2 separate regions of the Mus musculus genome follow, and region 1 is linked to region 2. Evidence: chromatin contacts called from public ChIA-PET data. All regions are on one chromosome and are shown on one strand. Each heading gives the region's core, a stretch centred on a gene start, on an enhancer-like site or on the middle of the called end of the contact. The rest is flanking DNA. Distances are from core to core; before and after follow the strand shown. Region 1 overlaps Uxs1 (UDP-glucuronate decarboxylase 1). Region 2 overlaps Nck2 (non-catalytic region of tyrosine kinase adaptor protein 2).

Evidence for each region. ChIA-PET counts read pairs in DNA pulled down with a chosen protein or histone mark.
Region 1: a contact with region 2 is called in an RNA polymerase II ChIA-PET map of memory CD8 T cells, with 10 read pairs. The contact joins two enhancer-like sites. A contact is called at or near these places in 1 of 484 Hi-C or Micro-C datasets (CD4 T cells), 3 of 115 datasets of contacts at active chromatin or transcription factors (effector CD8 T cells, memory CD8 T cells and pancreatic cancer cells) and 1 of 9 other capture datasets (liver).

Annotation. Positions count from the first base shown.
Region 1 is chr1:43,767,605-43,770,699 of GRCm38.p6, forward strand. The region is part of intron 9 of Uxs1 (UDP-glucuronate decarboxylase 1); the gene reads right to left. Among named protein-coding and RNA genes, the nearest start is that of Ecrg4, 39 kb to the left of the region's middle. Within about 2 kb of position 1,252, at least 67 of the 459 cell types and tissues checked have an H3K27ac peak or open chromatin away from gene starts, as enhancers often do. A contact at or near this core is called in effector CD8 T cells and memory CD8 T cells, where this site is marked.
Region 2 is chr1:43,541,154-43,544,671 of GRCm38.p6, forward strand. The region is part of intron 3 of Nck2 (non-catalytic region of tyrosine kinase adaptor protein 2); the gene reads left to right. Among named protein-coding and RNA genes, the nearest start is that of Nck2, 97 kb to the left of the region's middle. Within about 2 kb of position 1,353, at least 64 of the 459 cell types and tissues checked have an H3K27ac peak or open chromatin away from gene starts, as enhancers often do. A contact at or near this core is called in effector CD8 T cells and memory CD8 T cells, where this site is marked.

The sequences.
Region 1 (3,095 bases), core at 2-2,501, 230 kb after region 2:
AATGGTTGGGACTAGTGTACCACCCACAAGGGTAAGGTGCCATCGGATATCCCATTGCTTCTTTTATAATGGTCAAGTCCTGAGGTAGAGAGTAAAATGGGCTCTCCATTAAGACTGCTCTTAAACATAAGCTATGCCTTGAACAGTGTCCTATTAAGTCATAGATGCTGTGCTTTGATCACTGCTCAATGACAGGAAGTCCTCAAAGGACAGAGGAACGGGTCTACGCAGAAAAGTGTCACTCTCCATTACACAAAGATCGCCTGTCCTGCAGGAGAAGCCTGAGTTATACTGACCTGAAAACTATATACAGTGCTCCCATAAATGGTAGCCCTACTCTGCCATATGTCCAAGTCTTCTTGTACCCTGAAAATGTGTGAATCAATGGGGAAAGGAGGTTGAGTCATCTCATTCTCTGATGCTTCTCACACACCGAGGTCTTGCACTGAGGAGTGCAATTCACTAGGCTGAGGGATGCTCACGTTCATTCTGGAGGGTGGCAGAAAAGCCACATAAGGCTGGGTGAGGCAGCTGTGCTGCAGCTCCCTGACAATCCTCTTCAGCACATCTGCTTTAGTGAAGTGGATCCACTAGCCATGGTTTCAGTTACCCACAGTCAGCCAGAAGTGAGTGTAGCATTGGGAGATAGGAGGCAGCCTGTGCCTATGAGTTTTACCACAGCATATTGCTACAATTGGTCTGTTTGTAACTGCAAATAATCTTTTACTATGCCTAACTTATAAATTAAATTTTAACATAGTTATACATGTTCAGAAAAAGCATAACATATATAGATTCCTGCACTTTTCAGTCAGACATCCCCTGGGGTGTAGAAGTGTATCTCCCTCAAAAATAACAGGGACTACTGCATTAATAAGTAAACTTCTTACGGTTGCTATGTGTCTGGATATGCTGACAGCACTGCAAAGCTAGTAGGGAGGGAATACCACACTGCAGATGCCTATGTGGGGTAGCAGGATGTGGGCAGCAGACACCCTGGGAACAAGGCCAGGGCCAGCAAACACATCAAGCCCTCTAGTGTCATATACATAGCAACTCTTCTTTTTTAAAGTATGCTAATGCCAAAAAGTAAATATGCCCTCAAGGCTACTGCCCCAGGTAACTTCTAAGTTCTCTTTCTGCTCTGTTGGTCTGCGGTTTTATGAATGGTAGCCTGTTATGCAGACTCAGTTCAGAAAGTGGGTGGGCCATGACTTCAGAGGTATACTCACAGAAGGCTAGGAGTACAAACGTGCCCTAAGCCCTGACTAACAGCCCCAGGGCAAACCCCCACATTACAAAGACTCCGTGCCCACAGGCACACAGAAGCACCAACCTACTTCCTCTCTGACAGATCCAAACTATTCATGAAGGGTGCTCTGTTTTGCCCTTCGATCCCCATTAAAAGATGTGCAATGAAATAAAACTTTATGTTGAATATATCTGGGTATTTCACTAATTATGAGAATCTTGAAAGAGAATTGTTAAAAGGCAACATTTTATTTAATAAAAAGGCAATGCAGACTTCTATTTATCTTGTTTACATTTTCATTCCTTACATTAGATTTATTTATTTACACTCCATGTACAGCCCTGAAAAAAGATAATCATTAACAAAAAGGATGCATTCTTGTATGTAAAAATCTGTAGTGACTAAAATAACCAAATCAATACTCTGCTAATATAAACATGACTCAGGATTTTCTAAAAGCATAAATCCTAACAACTAAAATACTTTTCTCTAAAACTACCTGAAAAGGCTTTATATTTAGAACTCAAAATTGATGCTACCATGTAGCAACTTGGTACTAAGCTCTGGCTAAGGAACAACTGATACCTAGAGTAAACAATGCATGGGCTGCTGCTCTGGGCATTGTCAAAAACTGTGCTTACTGCTAGACTTGATGCCCTCGGCTTCAGAGCTATGCCACCTCACTGGATACTTCCTTATTGCAGTGATTTGATTATGGCTTGGTTCAGGGAGTGGCACAATAGGAGGTGTGGCCTTGTTGGAAGAACTGTGTCACTGTGGGGGTGAGCAATGAGACCCTCCTCCTAAACACATGGGAGCCAGTCTTCTCCTAGTAGCCTTCAGATGAAGATGTAGAACTCTCAGCTTCTCCTGCACCATGCTTGCCTGGACACTGCCATGCTCCTGCCTGGGTGATAATGGACTGAACCTCTGAACCTGTAAGCCAGCTCTAGTTAAATGTTGTCCTAGTAAGAGTGCCTCAGTTATGGTGTCTCTTCACAGCAGCAAAACCCTAACTACGACACTTATCCACAGCAGCCTGTCAAGACAGCAGGGCAGAGCATGTTGTATATAGGTATCTCAAGCTCCACTTAGGAGCCAGGAACCTGGGAGCAAGTTTGGAGCCCACTCTCCTTACCTCAAGCATGCTAGGTGGAAGGAGGGAAGACTAAGGAAACCCAGCCTCAGCAAAGCTGAGGCATGCTGCTGTCACTCTAGCCCCAGCTCCCGAGCCTTTGGGTACTTACCCTAAGCATGCAAGGTAACCCCATGTACTATGTCACCTCTAGCCAGCAGCATATCCTGACAGGCAGGACACCATGGTGCCCAGCAGGGCAGGGGGCTTGGTAATCAGGCTATGGGTTCCCTTCTCTACAGGGGTTACCTTACACGCTCAGAGTAAGTGCCCAATGGATTAGGAGGTAGAGCTAGAGTGACAGCAACATACCCCTGTGTGGGGGCCCACTATTTACAACCCGGAGAATAGGGACAGAAAGCTGGAAGCTCACACCATGACTTATGCTACATCTGTAAGAATTCATGTCTACCTCTGGCAGAGAAACAGAGCAGAGAGGTCTAGAGCCTGATACCCACATAAGTTATTTTGCATTAAAAAGCTAAGGAAGCTAAGTGCTCCAGGCCCATCATAAAAAGGGAACTGTAGCTTCATGTCGTACTATCATCCACATAAAAGAATGACTGATGGTCAGAAACAAATAGTCAGGGGCCAAGAGAACTCCCATATTGCCCACAGGCTAGATGTGGGCCTGGCAACATTGCTCCCAGGGTGGGCAGCACATCTATACATAGTTGTCCTAAAGCTACATTCCATGTCCATGGTTAT
Region 2 (3,518 bases), core at 103-2,602:
CCCCATGAAAGAAGGTTTAGAGGAGTCCCACTTTGCTGATAGAGGTTACGTTTATATGGATGGTAGATATCCTGACCCTAGTCTTCAGGCTAGGACAACAGAGGACGGTGTCTGTTTTTAGAGGCTGGAAACAGGGCCTCAACATGACCCATGCATGACTTTCCAAGCCCTGAGCTCAGTAGTGAGAATGGAGAAGCTCATTTACAGTGAAATTTACAGTGGTGCTTTCCAGACCTTGCGGCTCAACGTGGAACACAGAAGCATCAGTCATTGATTACTTGGGGATTCTGAACCCAAAAGACCAGCAGAAGGACAAAGAGAAATGGAGAGACAGGAAAAAATAAAAATAAAAGTAAATAAATAAAAGTGGCCTGGAGAGGAGACCTGTATGAGTTGAGTAGAGAGGGAGTGGGTGTGTTTGGTGGAAATGACAGGTGGGGACACTCCTGCATGACTGTTAAGTATAGAGAGCTCACGGCTTACATTTTTGTTGCTGCCAGAGTAAAGTACCTCAGACTGGTTCCTTTGTAAGGAAAAGAAAATGTATTAGCTGGAACGTGGTGACACATACCTGCAATCCTGGCAGGAAGATCAGAAGAAGTTCGAGGTCTGCCTTGGAACCATAGCCGAGTTTGAAGCCAGTTTGAGCTGCATGAGGCTCTGTTTCAAAATAGAGGAGGGGAAATGGCCTACCTGGTCAGAACACTTGCATTAAGACCTGAGTTTGACTCCCCAAGCCTGTGGAAAATGTCAAGTGTGTTTGGATGTATATGTGCGCCCCTAACACTGGTGGGGTGGGAGTGGGGTAGGGTGGAGCCGGAGCTTGTTGGCCACTAACCCAGCTCCAGGTTAAGTGAGAGGTCCTGTCTGAAGAGAGCAAGGCAGAACATGGTAGAGCAAGATGCCCGCTGCCCTCCTCTGACCTCCTCATGTATACTGGTGCTTATTCCCAGAGTCTGCTGTTATACATAGGTCTGGAGGCTAAGCCATGGAACATAGTTGCTTTGTTTCTGTGAATTTCGGGTTTTAGAGCCATTTAAATCATTTTTATTTGGTGACTACAGCAGAGACCTGATATTTCTGAGGTGCATAGTAAGTACCTCAAGCCAGCCTTTCCATCATTTTCTTTTTTTGATGGCTAACCTTCAGTATCCAGTCCTCTTCAGGGTTTGCTTTTGTCTTTTCTGGATGTGGCTTTGGCCTGCTGAACGCAGAACTCCTGAGCTTTGTGAGTGCTTAAGGGGCAGCTGCTCCTCCTATCTTTGATTGCAGCTAACTGAATAGTTAACACCAATAGACTAATGCCAGGGAGGGGTAACAAAATACCACATCCTGTTAGTTAAAAGCTGTCACGGCTTCACTCCCTGGCAGAAAGGGGCTAGAGAACTTTACAATAGCATGCAGGAGCTGATACACAGGTGTGGACTCCTTCTACAGTTGGGCATTGTGCTGTCGGTCGCTCTGAAGCCCAGCAGAAAGCTCCCACAGCAGAAAACCCAGGTCCCCACCTGACCTCATGTGGCTTTTCAGAGAATGATCAGCAAGGGCTTCACTTATTTAATCTTTGCCTCACCCATAAAAGAGAAGTGAGTACCTCATTTTTCAGAAGAATATTGAGTCTTGGAAGTTACTGTTGTGCTGAAGAACACACACACAGTAAGTCATGAGGTTGAAATTCAAACCCACTGAAGCCTGCCTGCACTCTCTGCCGTTCTCCAGTCTCTTAGGGGACCCCAGGGAGAAAGGAGTGAGCTGTCTAGTTGATTCCTGTGGACTGTTCATATTGGTGACTTGGTTGCTCCCTGGCTGTTGTTTCGATTTACCCTTTGTATGCATTTCAGTTAAGTTGCTTGGATGGCTCCTTGCTGCTCTCAATGGAGTTGGTGCAAAGCACATGGGCTGTCTCTGCAGGGTGCCTGATATTCGCCAGGGCATTTAAGTTTTCTGACAGGCCCTTTACTTCTTGGTTCTTTGGAGTGCTTGAGGTTTTTATCCTGTTAAGGGAGATATTGATTTGTGGCAGTGCATTTGCTGTAGAAGTCCTGGGCTTTTCTGTACTGACTGAAGTCTGCTTGCCATCTTGCCTTAGAACATGATTCCTAGCCAAGTCACTCTGTGGAACTACTTCATTAAAGATCAGGACACAGCCCAACACACCCCTGGAAAATTTTAACATTAAAGAAGCAGGACCTCAATTCTGTCTCAGATGTCCAGACTTCTCTAGAAGTCTGTCATGACTTCACCCACTCTGTGGTGTCATTACTATCTACCCTTGTGCACGTATGAGTTAAACGCAAAAGCATTCTTATTTAGAATCCATTACAACTCTGTCTCCCCAGATTGTTCACAGTAGAAACAGGCTGCCACATGGATTGCTGCTGGAATACTATGGAAACTTCTATACTGTTGTGCTGCCAGACACTCAGAATAATTCATATAATTCATATTTGTTTTTGTATCACATGCATTTCCAAGTATTTAGAACCAAAAATATAAAACAGCTTATAACAGATCAGTGGGAGGATAATTAGGAAATAGAGAAAGATTTTTTTTTTAAGTTAATAGGACAAAATCTAGGAGAGACCATGAGATGTGGGAGGGGTATAGCTAAGAAATCCTGGAGAAGCAGGTGTGGAGCTAGCAGTAGAGTGCATGAAATCCGTGTTGCTCCGCCCACTAGGCTGCCGTAGCCCCTTGTGTCTTCATGGAGGACAGAAGGTCAGATTCATTACTGTGAGTCCCTGTCTCTGTTTATAGGTTCCACACCAAAGATTCTACCAAACAGAAGCAAGTTGAAAATAATCAGGAATATTACTGTGTTTATATGAGTGTGTATAGGTCTCTGTTCTTGTCTTTAGGCCATACAATATAGTATATCATCTACATAGCACTTGCATTATAATGGATTGTTCTTGTCTTCACTATATGGGAGGATGTGTTTAGATTCTGTTCTATGCAAATAGCCTGCTGTCTTACATAAGGGATGGGAACAGACATGGTGACCGTGGCAGATCCTGGGACTTGGCCCTGGGGACCCTAAGATGGACTGTTTTTCTGGATAACTGACGTGTTGATTGCTTCTTACATCTTACCATGTGGCAACTTTCTAAAGAACTCCCCCCCTGAGCTAAAGAATTAAATCAAGCCATGGAACAGAGGGACATGAACTGAAAATGCCTAGGAATATGTAAATCTGTCTTACATGTTTCTGATTGTGTTTCCCCATATGGCCTGCATCTTTGTTAGCTTCTATCCATGTGTCTGAAAATGGTCCTTTTCTCTACTGATGTTTACCTCGGTGGCTGAGGCTCCTTAGGGCATTGCTACCTGGCACCATGCGGCTGTACGGACTGCTGAACTCCCCATACTGCTCTGAGTCCCTACTGGTTGTTGCTTTCCTCTGGCCCTGGCCTTGTGTTCACTGTTGGTGCTGTGGAGAGGGTTAAGTGGGCATCCAAAGGCTCCTGCTTAATACACAGAGAGGCCATTAAGTACAGTATAGGTGATGCTAGGCCCTA